Regions from separate parts of the Pan troglodytes genome. Here region 2 is linked to region 1. A link is a contact called in public HiChIP or PLAC-seq data. All regions are on one chromosome and are shown on one strand. Each heading gives the region's core, a stretch centred on a gene start, on an enhancer-like site or on the middle of the called end of the contact. The rest is flanking DNA. Distances are from core to core; before and after follow the strand shown. Region 1 holds the start of LOC741253. Region 2 holds the start of FYN (FYN proto-oncogene, Src family tyrosine kinase).

What was found. HiChIP or PLAC-seq counts read pairs in DNA pulled down with a chosen protein or histone mark.
Region 2: a contact with region 1 is called in an H3K4me3 HiChIP or PLAC-seq map of stem cell-derived excitatory neurons, with 2.6 times the contacts expected there. The contact joins the promoter of FYN here to the promoter of LOC741253 in region 1. A contact is called at or near these places in 1 of 7 Hi-C or Micro-C datasets (stem cell-derived neural progenitor cells) and 1 of 1 datasets of contacts at active chromatin or transcription factors (stem cell-derived excitatory neurons).

The regions. Positions count from the first base shown.
Region 1 is chr5:123,409,442-123,415,307 of NHGRI_mPanTro3-v2.0_pri, reverse strand. It overlaps LOC741253, which reads right to left and starts at 3,755. Exons shown (of 4, transcript XM_063813277.1): 1 at 3,666-3,755; 2 at 2,976-3,589. The coding sequence starts at 3,755. It overlaps REV3L (REV3 like, DNA directed polymerase zeta catalytic subunit), which reads left to right and starts at 3,455. Exons shown (of 32, transcript XM_003950901.6): 1 at 3,455-3,892. The coding sequence starts at 3,754. It overlaps LOC134807019 (a long non-coding RNA gene), which reads right to left and starts at 2,921. Exons shown (of 3, transcript XR_010157768.1): 1 at 2,845-2,921; 2 at 1,773-1,890.
Region 2 is chr5:123,801,484-123,807,799 of NHGRI_mPanTro3-v2.0_pri, reverse strand. FYN (FYN proto-oncogene, Src family tyrosine kinase) reads left to right here and starts at 3,438. Exons shown (of 15, transcript XM_063812641.1): 1 at 3,438-3,565.

The DNA of each region.
Region 1 (5,866 bases), core at 2,506-5,005:
AAGCAAGAAGGGGGTTGGATGAATACTGAATAAGCCATGTTATAGTATCTGCCACAAAAGTATGGTAGCTACTACTGTCTGTTCTAGATTATAAACTGCTAACAGGCAGATGTTAACAGATGTTGAACAGTATTGGTAAAGGAGACTTGGTAGGCTTTTACTAAAGGCAGACATGCTAAGTACATGTCAGTGAACTAGAAAAGATGATTAAATGTTAATTCATATGATTAAAATACATTTTTAGGATGCTAGACTATAAACCTTATAAGGGAAGGGACCATGTCTGTTTTGTTTCTCACCATATCTCAAATCTCTCGGCAAGAAATAGCCACCTAAAAAAAAAAAAAAAGCACAGTCAGGTGTGGTGGCTCACACCTGCAATCCCAGCACTTTGGGAGGCCAAAGTAGGCAGATCGTGAGGTCAGGAGTTCGAGACCAGCCTGGCCAACATGGTGAAACTCCATCTCTACTAATAATACAAAAATTATCCAGGCGTGGTGGCACATGCCTGTAGTCCCAGCTCCTCGGGAGGCTGAGGCAGAATTACTTGAACCTGGGAGGTGGAGGTTGCAGTGAGCCAAGATTGTGCCACTGGACTCCAGCCTGGGTGACAGAGTGAGACTCTGTCTCAAAAAAAAAAAAAAAAAAAAAAAAGCATTAAGGATATTAAGTATAGAGTTCAATTTTTGCATTTCTCATACTGTATGTAGATAAGACAATTCCAAGTGATTTTACTGTTTCTCAATGAATCAGACTTCTGGATATGAACATTTTACTATATTTTCACATACATTATCTCATTTGAGCCTTATAACATCCCTGAGAAGTTAAAACAGGAATTACTATCCATTTCACAGATGAGGAAATAAATTCCAAAAAATAAGTGAGCACTTAGCTAAATGATGGTTTAATATTCACATTCTCTGACTCAAAATTCCAGAACTTTTTCTTACTTCAGGAAGAATATACATATAAAACACATTTGATAGTGGTTAATTAGGGGGCTATTGTCAGGTTTTCAATTTGAGCATCAACTTAAAACTAAATTACATGCAATGAACACAACATTCCTAATTTCATGCTGCAAATGTTTTTCTTCAAGAGTGAACATTCTTGGAGTTCTAGAAGGATTTGACTTGTGGTTGCAACTGCCTTTTCTTAAAGTAAATAATGTTGATTCAAGAGGTAAGGGTAAAGAAACCCCCTTCTAGAAATCGCAAATCTGTTAATTTGATGCTTTTACCATTTTCTAGTTAGGAATATTATAATTTAAAAGTTATGGATACACTGATTATAATATAGTACAAGGATTCTCAATTTTATTTTGCTTAAGAATCACGGGGTGGCAAGTAGTGTTGCTAACAATACAGATTCCCAGGCCCCATCCCCCAAAATATAATTCAGTAAGAGCCAAAATATCAACACTTAAAGAATTCTAGGTGTCATGGAACACTGAGAATCACTGATATTGTGTATCTGACATTCGGCGTGTACAAAATATTTATTTTATAAAAAATACATTTTAGCATGGTAGTCATATTTTAAAATCACTTCTATAGCCTTCTAAAATTTCAAATCAAGAGATTTTGCCTCTTAAAAATATTAGCTAATTTCCAGCATATTAGTAGAAATCTTGCCACGTATGTTTATAATCATGCTCTGAGGTTAAAAACTACAAGCTAATTTACTGTAGTAATCAGTCTCAAATCCCTCGGAGCGTAAGTTCTTATTATAGCATTTATATGTTAGGGAATTTATAGACAGCTTCTTACCAGTGAGCTGTCTCTTTGGGCCTTTTGATTTTCCTATTTGAAAATCCACAACGGTTCCAAACGAGTAGCTCTCACACCACTTCAAATACGTGGCAACCTGGTAACCATTAAAATGCACCTGTATAACACACAAATGTAAAAGAACGATCTCTACTTGGATGGGTTAGAAATGTGTCAAGGGTCCTAATTCAGGGGCAAATTTCGAACTTGAACCCACGCTTTCTGCCTCCTACAGTTTGCATCTTTTTGTTGAGAAGAAACCCTTCAGGATTAGTTTTTAAGAGAAACCTTCCCGTTTTACATATGTAGAAACTGAGCCCAAAGAAACAAAATTATTTGTCCAAGGTCACGCCCAATATCAGTGGCCAAGTCAGAGAGGAACCCCTTGTTTCCAATTTAATAGCCAAGCCAGCTGCATGTTACTACTCTTTAAAACAAAAATTCCCTAACCGCATCGCTTCACCCCCTCCCGATTTTTGAATAAAGTTGTTTATTCAAAACGGCCCTTCCCCACGGTGGTGCTTTTATGCCTTCGGGTAGTAAAACCTTCCATAACGTGTTAGTGAAAAACACGAGGAGGCCACGTCTAACGCGGTGACTTTCACAGGCCTTTTTCTTTGGCCAAAATTTTCTCGGAAAGACTGTTAATCCTACATTCCGCTGGGGGAGGAGCGACGAGGGAGGAGGGAGGTCACCGGCAGCTAACAAGTCCTTACATGTACTTGCGCGTGCCCGGGACGCAGCCTGCGGGGCCGAGGAAACCAACGAAGGATGTATTAGGACGAGAGGGAAGGAAGGGGGCGGGAGAAAAACACGGTAGTGGGAAATCCCTGTGCACTGGATCTGCCAACCCCTCGCAAAGCTGAGAAGAGCCGTGCGTGAATAAATCTCATTAAATGGCCCGGCGCAGACACTGCGGCAGCAAAGAGGAGGGGGGCACCGCGGCTCGCGCGGCACGTTCGGGAAGGGGGAACGCCAGGGCGGCCCTTTTATAGGCCGAAGCCCGCGCCCGCGCCCGCGCGCCCCCACCCTTCGCACCGCCCCCGGGCCACGCGCGGAGCCGCGGCGTTACCTGAGAAGGGCCGGCTGCGTCCGCACCCGGCCCCGCCCGTTCCGCCGCCCGCCCGCTCTTCCCTCCCGCGAGGCCGCAGCGGCACGAGATCTGCGCCTCGCCTCCCTCCTCACGCGGGCGGATTTTCTTACCTTGTGAAAAACCGTCTCAGCGGCTGCCCCCGCCTCCTCTGCTGGATGTGAAATGGCGGTCGGCGAGGCAAGTGTGAGCATCGCAGCTCCTGCCAATCCTGCATAGCCGCCAAAACGGCCCCGAACACTGGCGCCCCCCTCCCGCAACCCCCTCGGAGCCCATCCATGAGATCGGTGCTCCGCCGCCCCTTCCGCTGCCCCTCACCCAGGTGACCGTGCCCGCCAGCCGAGTCATCGATCCCGCGCGGGTCCTGCCGGCCGCCGGCCGCCTCCCTCGCCGCGTGCCCGGGGAGGGGGAGAAAGCCCCTTCTCGGCCCCCGCCCTCCGTGTCCCGCCTGGGCGCCCGCCCTCTCGCTCCTTTTCCCGCCGAGCCCCCTCCCCCGCACTACTCGCAGCCTCCCTTCGCCACACACACCCCCCCTCTCCCCTCCCTCCAGTGGTTGCGTCCGTGACATCATCATCATGGCAACAAGAGCTGCAGCCTGGGACCGAGGAGCCCGTGTGATTCCCGGCGGTGGCGGCAGTGGCGGCAGCACCAGCACCGACGAAAGCTCGAGGGCTTCTCTCCTGCGGCCCCTTGCCGGGTGCTCCTGAGGAGGCGGCGGCAGCAGCGCCTATACCGCCCCGCCCGCCGCTCCTCGAGGTGCCTCTGTGTGAGGGGAGGGGGCCGTGCCGAGAAGGGGAGGGGGCGCCGCCGCCGCTGCGGAGGGAGCCGCCGCCGCTGCTGCTGCCGCTGCCGGGTCGCCAGTGAAGGGAGGCAGTGGCGGCGGCGGCGAACATGTTTTCAGTAAGGATAGTGACTGCAGACTACTACATGGCCAGCCCGCTGCAGGGGCTGGATACCTGCCAATCCCCCCTCACCCAGGCCCCTGTCAAGAAGGTGCCGGTGGTGCGAGTCTTCGGAGCGACCCCGGCAGGTAAGCGGGCGCCGGGCGCGGGGCGGGAGCGGGAGTCGGCGGGGCGCCGGGGCCGCCCTCCCCGCCGCGCACACGCGCGCACGCCGCCGGCGCCGGCCGTCTCCGTGGATCGCTGCCGCGTCTTCCCTCCCCTCCGCCCTCCTCGCCTTTTCTCTCGTGCGTGACAAGAGGCGCAAAAATGTGGGTCCGCGCGAGCGCTGCGCGGCGCCCCCACCCCCGGGCAGGGAGGTGGCGAGCGCCGCGTGTTTACACTGCGTGTGGCGGCCGGGAGCGGGAGCCGCACTCCAGGGCGCGGGCCGGGAGAGCGAAAGCCGCGGGCGCCCCGGACGGCGGGCCAGGTGGCCGCGCCATGTCCATCGGTGGACGGGTTCGTAGGGCCTGCTCTGAGGTCGGTCGCTAGTGGGACATCCCTTGTGTCCCCCAAGTGCCGCTTTCTGGAAACGGGGAAGTGTCAGCCTTGTTGTCAGTCGCTCCCCATGGTCTCTTCTCACCCTCGCTCTCCTCTGCCAGTTCCGGAGATGCAGTGGGCCGGAGAGAGTGGCGCTTGGGGCCAGATAATCTTTCTCACTGGGGTGACCGTGTGGCTCTGCTGTGAGTGCAGGTCGTGACTCCTTAGAGTTTAGTGCCTGAGCGTCTGGGGACAGGGCAGCATCCTTAGGTGCAGTGCTTTCAGGAAATGTGCATCCATGGAAGTAGGAAATGCGTGTTTATGTTGCCCAATCTAAAACATCACACTTAATGGGGTGAATTTATTAGGAACCACAGCCAGACTCAGCAGCACAGACATTTTGAAATGCTCCTAGGCTGGGCTGTAGGATTGCGTTTTAAGTACAGGTATATATTTTTTAAACACACCTATGTTGAAGAAGGGGTGGGAAGGGGAGACAGCCGTGACAGAAGGTACGTTCTCAAAAACTCTTGGGGCTTATGATAATATAAAAAAGATAGAGGCCCAATTTACTAGGTGTTTTAAAATGGTTTTGCTTTTTTGCATGCTTTGAACTGCTTCTATGAAATAATGGAGTTCTAGGAAATAATGCATCTTAGGAAAGGTTGTTCTTCCCTCTAGCTATGAATTGCCCTATGGGATTTTAGATAGCATTTCCCACTTGATGCTCCTTGCCCTCATCACCATTCATCTTATTACTACAGTCATTTTCTGTGGACTACCAAGATAATAGCGCTTTCCCAAACACAAGCACTCATTTTAAACCAGTTATCTTTTAATGTGAATTCTCTTTGTTAAAATGTCAATGTCGTGAGATTTGGTAGCATATTCCTATTTAAACTAGTGAATATGATCTTGATATGAACCTTGAAAGATGGGGATATTTGAGTGCTTTTAACGTGTTGAAAGTGTAACACTTGAAACTTTGGAGGCTGGGAAATCGAGGCGATGAAGTGTTCTATAAGATAGGTTTTCTGCCCTTTTAAATATAGTGGTGCTGTCTTTGTTTCCAATTGGAATTTCAGTGTAATGCACTGTTCTCACTTCAGATGCAGAGGAAGGATAAAATAGTGAAGTTGATATGGCCCTGTTCAGCCAAATTTCCGAATCATAAAGTGACATGCTAATAAGATATACTGTGGCATTTCTGTGTATTACAGCTTGTATGGTTTGAGTTACTTTTCCACACATAATTTTTTCTCCTCCACACAAGCCATTAAATATGTTTCCCTGAGAGATAGTCGAGCTTTGTTGTATAGGAAAGTTTCGTTTGTGGAAATAAATGAGTTTCACTGTAAGCTAATGTAATTCTATTACGTGAGGAAATGTTCCTTAAAAAATAAAGAATATTATATACTGTTGTTTTCCTGAATATTTTTTAAAAGACACATTAACTATTTCCTATTTCATCCTTCATGGACATCCCACAATAGATTACCAGCGCCTTAAAAAAAAAAAACAAAAACGAAAAAACCAAAGACTAAAAACCCCCATTGGGGTTTTTTTTTTTGGTACATACTTTGAAA
Region 2 (6,316 bases), core at 2,189-4,688, 390 kb before region 1:
TGTGTTGTTGTTGAGTTGACATTTAAGAGAAGGTTAAAACTAAAATAAAATAATAAGACAAGAAAATGTTTTAGCTAATAAAATTAAAAATAAGAAAAAAAGTTACTTTAAAAGCAAGATATAAGATTCAGATGAGACAAGTTCAAGAAAGCCAGAATAGAAAGAGGAAACTTTAAGGTAAAACAAGTAGAAAAATACAAAATATATAAACAATATCAATAAAATCAAAGAGAAGTTCTAGAACAATGACTACATTCTAATTTGTATAATAGAAGCTACTCATAAGAAAACAAAACTGGTGGTTGTGGAAGACAATATTACTTACCTTGGGTAGGCCAGGGACAGCGTCTCAGATCTTTAATCAAGTTCTTGGTAGAGATTGGCAGAATAGATCAAAACGGGAATAGTATACAAATCTTTTGCAGTGCTCTATTCACTTGTTCAGACCATTAGCAACTCCTCCTGAGGAGTCCAAATCCATTTAAAGCTACATTTAAGACGGGCAACAGATAAAAAAGTAGGTAAGCAAAGAATTACAAAAAACAGGATGAAGTCTTGATGGGAGCAGGTTAATCTGTCATTTTAATCACATTGTCTCTTTGTCCACTAATTAGATCAAGAAGCTATTACAGTTGCAGACACTAAGAAGTGACTTCTCTTGAAGAAACAGAGAGAGAGGAGGAGAGAGGGAGAGAGAGAGAGAGAGAGAGAGGACTTATCCCACCTACTCCAGATTTCCAGATTTAGCGTAAGATAGATTGAAGTAAACATGAGATTTCAAGGAGATCTATAACCTAAGAGTGTTTTTTTCTGAGAGCATATGACACTTAGTCTGTCCGGAATAGTTTGAGAACGGTTTTACTATTTTTCCCATTTTACGTATGAGGACACTAAGGTTCAAAAAGGATAAGCGACTTGCTTCATCAAAGTGCTCCCCATAGTGAACTGTGGAGCTGGAATCAGAAACAACTCCAGACCAGTGCTGCCCGATAGAGATATAACTTGAGCCACATAGGTTATTTAAAATTTTCTAGTAGATGCATTTAAAAAATAAAAGAAACAATTTAATTAACTCTAATAATGTTTTATTTAGCACAGTACATTTAGACTAACATTTTAACATGTAATCAATATTAAAATGGGATACCTTACATTCCATTTTTCATGCTTGATCTGAAATATCTAATACATCTTTTACATTTACAGCACATCCTAATTTGCAGTAGCCAAATTTCCAATACTGAAGTACATTTCAAGTACTTAACAGTCATGTGGCTAGTGGCTACCTCCTCGGACAGCCCAATTCTAGAACTATGGTCCTCAAGGTGCTGTCTCCAGATCGGCTGTATCAACATCACCTGGGAACTTGCTAAATGTGCAAATTCTTGGGCACCATCCCAAACCCCCTAAATCAGAACCTCAGGGGGTTAAACACAGCAATTCATGTTTAAGCAAGCCCCTTCAGTTATTTCTGATACGTGTCAAAGTTTGAGAACCATTGCTCTACACAACTGCCTCTGCATCCCAATCCAAATAAACCCAGAGCAGCCATTGCGGACTAGCCCTGAGGACGAAGAGCCTCTGCTCTTGAGATAAGCAATTCTTGGCTAAATGAAGCTGGCTTTCTCTTGTATGGAAATATCCTAGTCCTAGCTATGGTTCCATTTCTTGGGATTATGGAATTTCCAGACACAATTTAAACATGGTTTAATTTGTCATTTTGTTTAAGGAAAAGGAAAAAAATCCAGTAACCACTGTATACTGTCACCTTGAGTTAGTTACTTAACTTTTCTTTTCCTCAGTTTCCTCCTCCATAGGATGCAGATCATTTAATAAATGTTAGCAACTTTTCTTAAAAAGTAGTGTGTACAAAAAGAAAAAAGTCAGCAAAAGGGACAGATTTTTTTAAACTACAGTAAAAACAAGTAGTGGGCCGGAAAGGCAATATTATAGATTTTGAGCACAGAAGCAGAAGCTGATTCACTTATAATTTCTTAGAACATTAGATTTGCTGAGGGTGAAGGTAGGATTCTTGCCAAAATCATTAAGGAGAGCGATTCTGAGTATGCCTTAAAGCAGAACTTTCAGTAAACAGGAATTACCTATAAAGAAAATCAGGAAGCCAAAGTGTTTCTTTTTATGAAGTTACATCCTGCCATAGAAAAGCTGGATAGGAAATAAAGACCGATGCACTCCCAACTGTATACTAAACCGGCAATTATTTCATCAAGGGAAATATGAGCAAAAGCTCAGATTCAGTGAAGGGGAAAAAAACATGAGAAGTTTGAATGTTATGAGAAACCAAAGACAACCAATGACTACAATTAAACGAGGTTTTTTTGGGGGGGGGCGGGGAATGTACGAACAAATCTCTGTCATTTCAGGTTCCTTAGTCGCCGCTTGGCCCCTCCCCCCATTTCAGTAATACTTCCTCCAGACTTTTGCTAGAAAAAAAATATAAATGAGTGTCCGCAGAAATAGGGGACTGATAAAATGATCCTAATCTCCTTCTCCTCCTCATTGTTATTTCTTGTGCGTTTCCACGTTTCAGGACAGGATTCTACTTTGCTCCGTACTCTTTTCAGTTTGATCAAAGAAAACGCTGCTATCACCGCCCAATTTTCCATTTCATCCTCTCACCCTCAAATGAAAAGACACCAGAAAGGCAAGATAGCCCTGTCTCGAGGCAGTTTCCCATGGTTTTGGGGGAATGGCAGGTGCCAATCTGCAGCAGCAGCTGCAACCTTCCGCAAAGCGGAAACTGCAGTTCACACTCTCCGCTCTTTCTCCCGCCCTACTCCGCCACCTCACAACTCCACACAATCCTTAAAAACACACAGACCTCCTCCTCCAACCTCGCATCTTCTTGCACACCCTGCACCGCACGCACCCTGGGATGCCCGCTGCCACAGTAACGCTCAACCCACTCGGCGGCCCCACCCACTGCCGTCCCGCCCACGCCCCAGGCGCCAATGGTTGCGGCCCGCAGCTCCCAAGGGGCTCTTTGATAGGGCAGCCGGGCCTGTCACTCTCGAGGCGCGCCCCGCCCCCTCCTCCCTCCCCTCCGGAGCTGGAGGGGCAGAGCATCAGCAAGAGTAGCAGCGAGCAGCCGCGCTGGTGGCGGCGGCGCGTCGTTGCAGTTGCGCCATCTGTCAGGAGCGGAGCCGGCGAGGAGGGGGCTGCCGCGGGCGAGGAGGAGGGGTCGCCGCGAGCCGAAGGCCTTCGAGACCCGCCCGCCGGCCGGCGGCGAGAGTAGAGGCGAGGTTGTTCTGCGAGCGGCGCGTCCTCTCCCGCCCGGGCTCGCCGCGCTTCTCCCAGCGCACCGAGGACCGCCCGGGCGCACACAAAGCCGCCGCCCGCGCCGCACCGCCCGGCGGCCGCCGCCCGCGCCAGGGAGGGATTCGGCCGCCGGGCCGGGGACACCCCGGCGCCGCCCCCTCGGTGTTCTCGGAAGGCCCACCGGCTCCCGGGCCCGCCGGGGAGCCCCCGGAGCCGCCTCGGCCGCGCCGGAGGAGGGCGGGGAGAGGACCATGTGAGTGGGCTCCGGAGCCTGAGCGCCGCGCAGGTAAGCAGGCGGCGGGGATGCGTCGCGGGAGGCCTCGGGGATGCTGCGGAGAAGCCCGGCCGCCGGCGCCCCCGCGCACGCCGCCCCCGCCGTGGGGCCCGGTGCTGCGGTCCCTTGGCCGCCGGGGCGCTCCGCGGGGCTGCCGGGAAGTCGGTGCTTGGGGTCTTCCCGCGGTTGCACCGGAGGACACCCCTGCGGGGTGCGGCCCCGAGGCAGCGCGGGGATGGGGACCCCATTTCCTCGCCCGCAAGCGGGCGCCGGGTGAAAATGGGAATTGGCTTGGGGGCGAGGCTGGCCCAGACTCCGCCCCCGCCCTCCTTTTGGGGCCCCCCGCGGGGACTGGGGCTGTGTGTGTTGTTTTAATGTCAGGGATGATGTAATCACTTAATAATTGATGCCCCGTGCTGCTTCCCTCCCCACCCAACCCCTGCCCCACTCCTCCACCTCTCGGCCTCCTCCCTCGGCGGCGGTCGCCTTCTCCAACCCATCCTCCTGCCTATTTCTGGCACCTCCCTTGCACTTCCCCCATCCTCCCCTTCACTCTTCCTGTGCCACCACCCACCCACCCTTCCCCTTTCCCCTGTGCTGGAGCCTTCCCTCCTCTTCCTCTGTCCCCCACCCCTCTGCTCCCTCCAGCTCCTTTCTCCTTCCTTTCCGGCTCCCTCGCTGGATTTCCTCTCTACTTCCCTAGATCCATGGCTGTTTTTGTTTGGGCTCCTCCCCTCTGTTATCTCTGCGGCCACAGGCGGAGGGGACTGGGCCAGAAGGAGGCCACCGAGCTTGGGCCCAGGCAGAGATGTGCTGGGACTCACTGGGAAGAGGGATAATAAAATCACCCTTCTTGCCCCTCCTTCCCCCAATAAATCACACAGACTCGCCGGGTGTGTGTGTGTGAGTGTGAGTGTGACACAAAGAGCCCTTTCAGTGCATAGAGAGGAGACACACAAAGTACCCTAGGATAGGCACGATGCTTCTTGTCTCTCTTCCCTGGGGCTTCCCTTTCTTTCCCATGAAGCAGTTGATCTCTCTGAGTCTTTCCTGCCACATTTACCAAAAAATAAAAGAACCCCCAGATGCCGGGTGGCAGGTGTCGGCATTTTGCTGTGTTCAGAGACCGGTAGTGTTGACTGGCAGCTGCAGTGTTTCTTAGATTTAAGGGAACAGTTATCCCAGCAGTCTTAAGAGTTGCTTTACTTTTAAGGTAGCCTCCCCATCCCCTCGTTCTTTCCCCTCTCCTTTTGGGAACAAGTACTAAGAGCTGGGGTAGAGTAGATTGGTGTGGGGGTCACAAGAATTTTGTTTCTGAATCAGAATTAAATTGGTATTTGATAAGAGGGAGGCAGCCTGAATGGCTTCTTCTCTCAAGTCTAAGAGGGCACTGTGCTGAAGTCTTTTGAAATGAAATCCTGTCTGCCCAGTGATGTTGTTTTACCCTTTTATTGAAGTAAATACCTGGGGACGTGGATAAAACGGTCTAGAGTTAGCATTTGGAAGACCACTGCAGACTGCCTCTTGCCTGCTTCAAGGTAGTCTTGGGACGCCCACTTCCTTTCTCACCACCCAAGCAACTGCAATACTTTCCACCCTGTGTACTGTCTTCTTCCCCAGTCCCTGCTCCATGGGTACCCTGTATTCAGATGAAGGGACTCACAGACTTTTGGAGGAAGTGGTTTAACTATATGAGGCTTTGGGGCCACTTGGCTATGAACTGGGGCTGTAGAGAATCTTGACTGAAGTCTAAACCATTTGATGTTCCTTTTAAGGAGGAAATGTTAATGTAAATCTGGGGGCTTAATGTTCCGTTTTGTAAGCCAGTGACTATTACATGCTTAATCGATATTGTCAAAACTTAAGTTGAACCCGTTCTTTCCTAAAAGTATGGCTCCTCGACTATTTTTATAAGTAACAGAACTGTAGGTTTAGTCTTCAGTAATTTTATTAGAAAAGAGTTATGATTCATTAAATATTTACTTACACACTTTTTAAGAACATTCATCGTGGAACTTTTTACGTTAAAAAAAGCAATAGGGTTAATGAGTGTACTGTAAAAACAAAGGGTCGTTTGTTTGATGCCAGACCCAGGAAGGAAAGCCAGAGCACATAAACTCACACTCTGTTGACCAAGTTTAAGAGACTTAATGATAAGGTTGAATGTGAGCAAATGCACACTCTGCTTTCTCCTGGGTCTGGAATCTCCAACCCCATCTGACTTGCTCGAAGTCCTTTTTAACCTTTGGGGCCCAGCTCAAATGTCATCTCCTCTGTGAAGCCGTTTCCATCTTCTCCTTTCCAAACAAATCATCATGTTTTGGTTTCAAACTTTGGCAGCAGGCATTATGTTTCGCATGAGTCTATTTCCACCATTAGTTGGTCAGCACATTGATAAAAGGAACTTTATCTTACTTATCTTGTTTCCTACCAAGTTTTATCTTAGCGGGTACTCTGTTTCATTTAACATTCAACAAATGTGAGTTAGGTCTTTGGTATGTGCTCAACACCTGTATCAATTAGGCTAATGTTAGCATGTGTAACAAATAGGCCTGCAAATATATAATGGCTCAAAAGCAATAGACGTTTATTCTTGCTCATTTAATAGTCAAAAATTCATGTTTCTGGTTGGTAGGTGGCTTTCCTCCATGCAGTGATTCTGGGTCCCACACCCCTATCTTGTAGCTCCACCATCCCATAGCTTATCATTGTAACCTGTTTCAGTTTACAGAAGGGGCAACAGAGAGTAGACGGGGCACACCC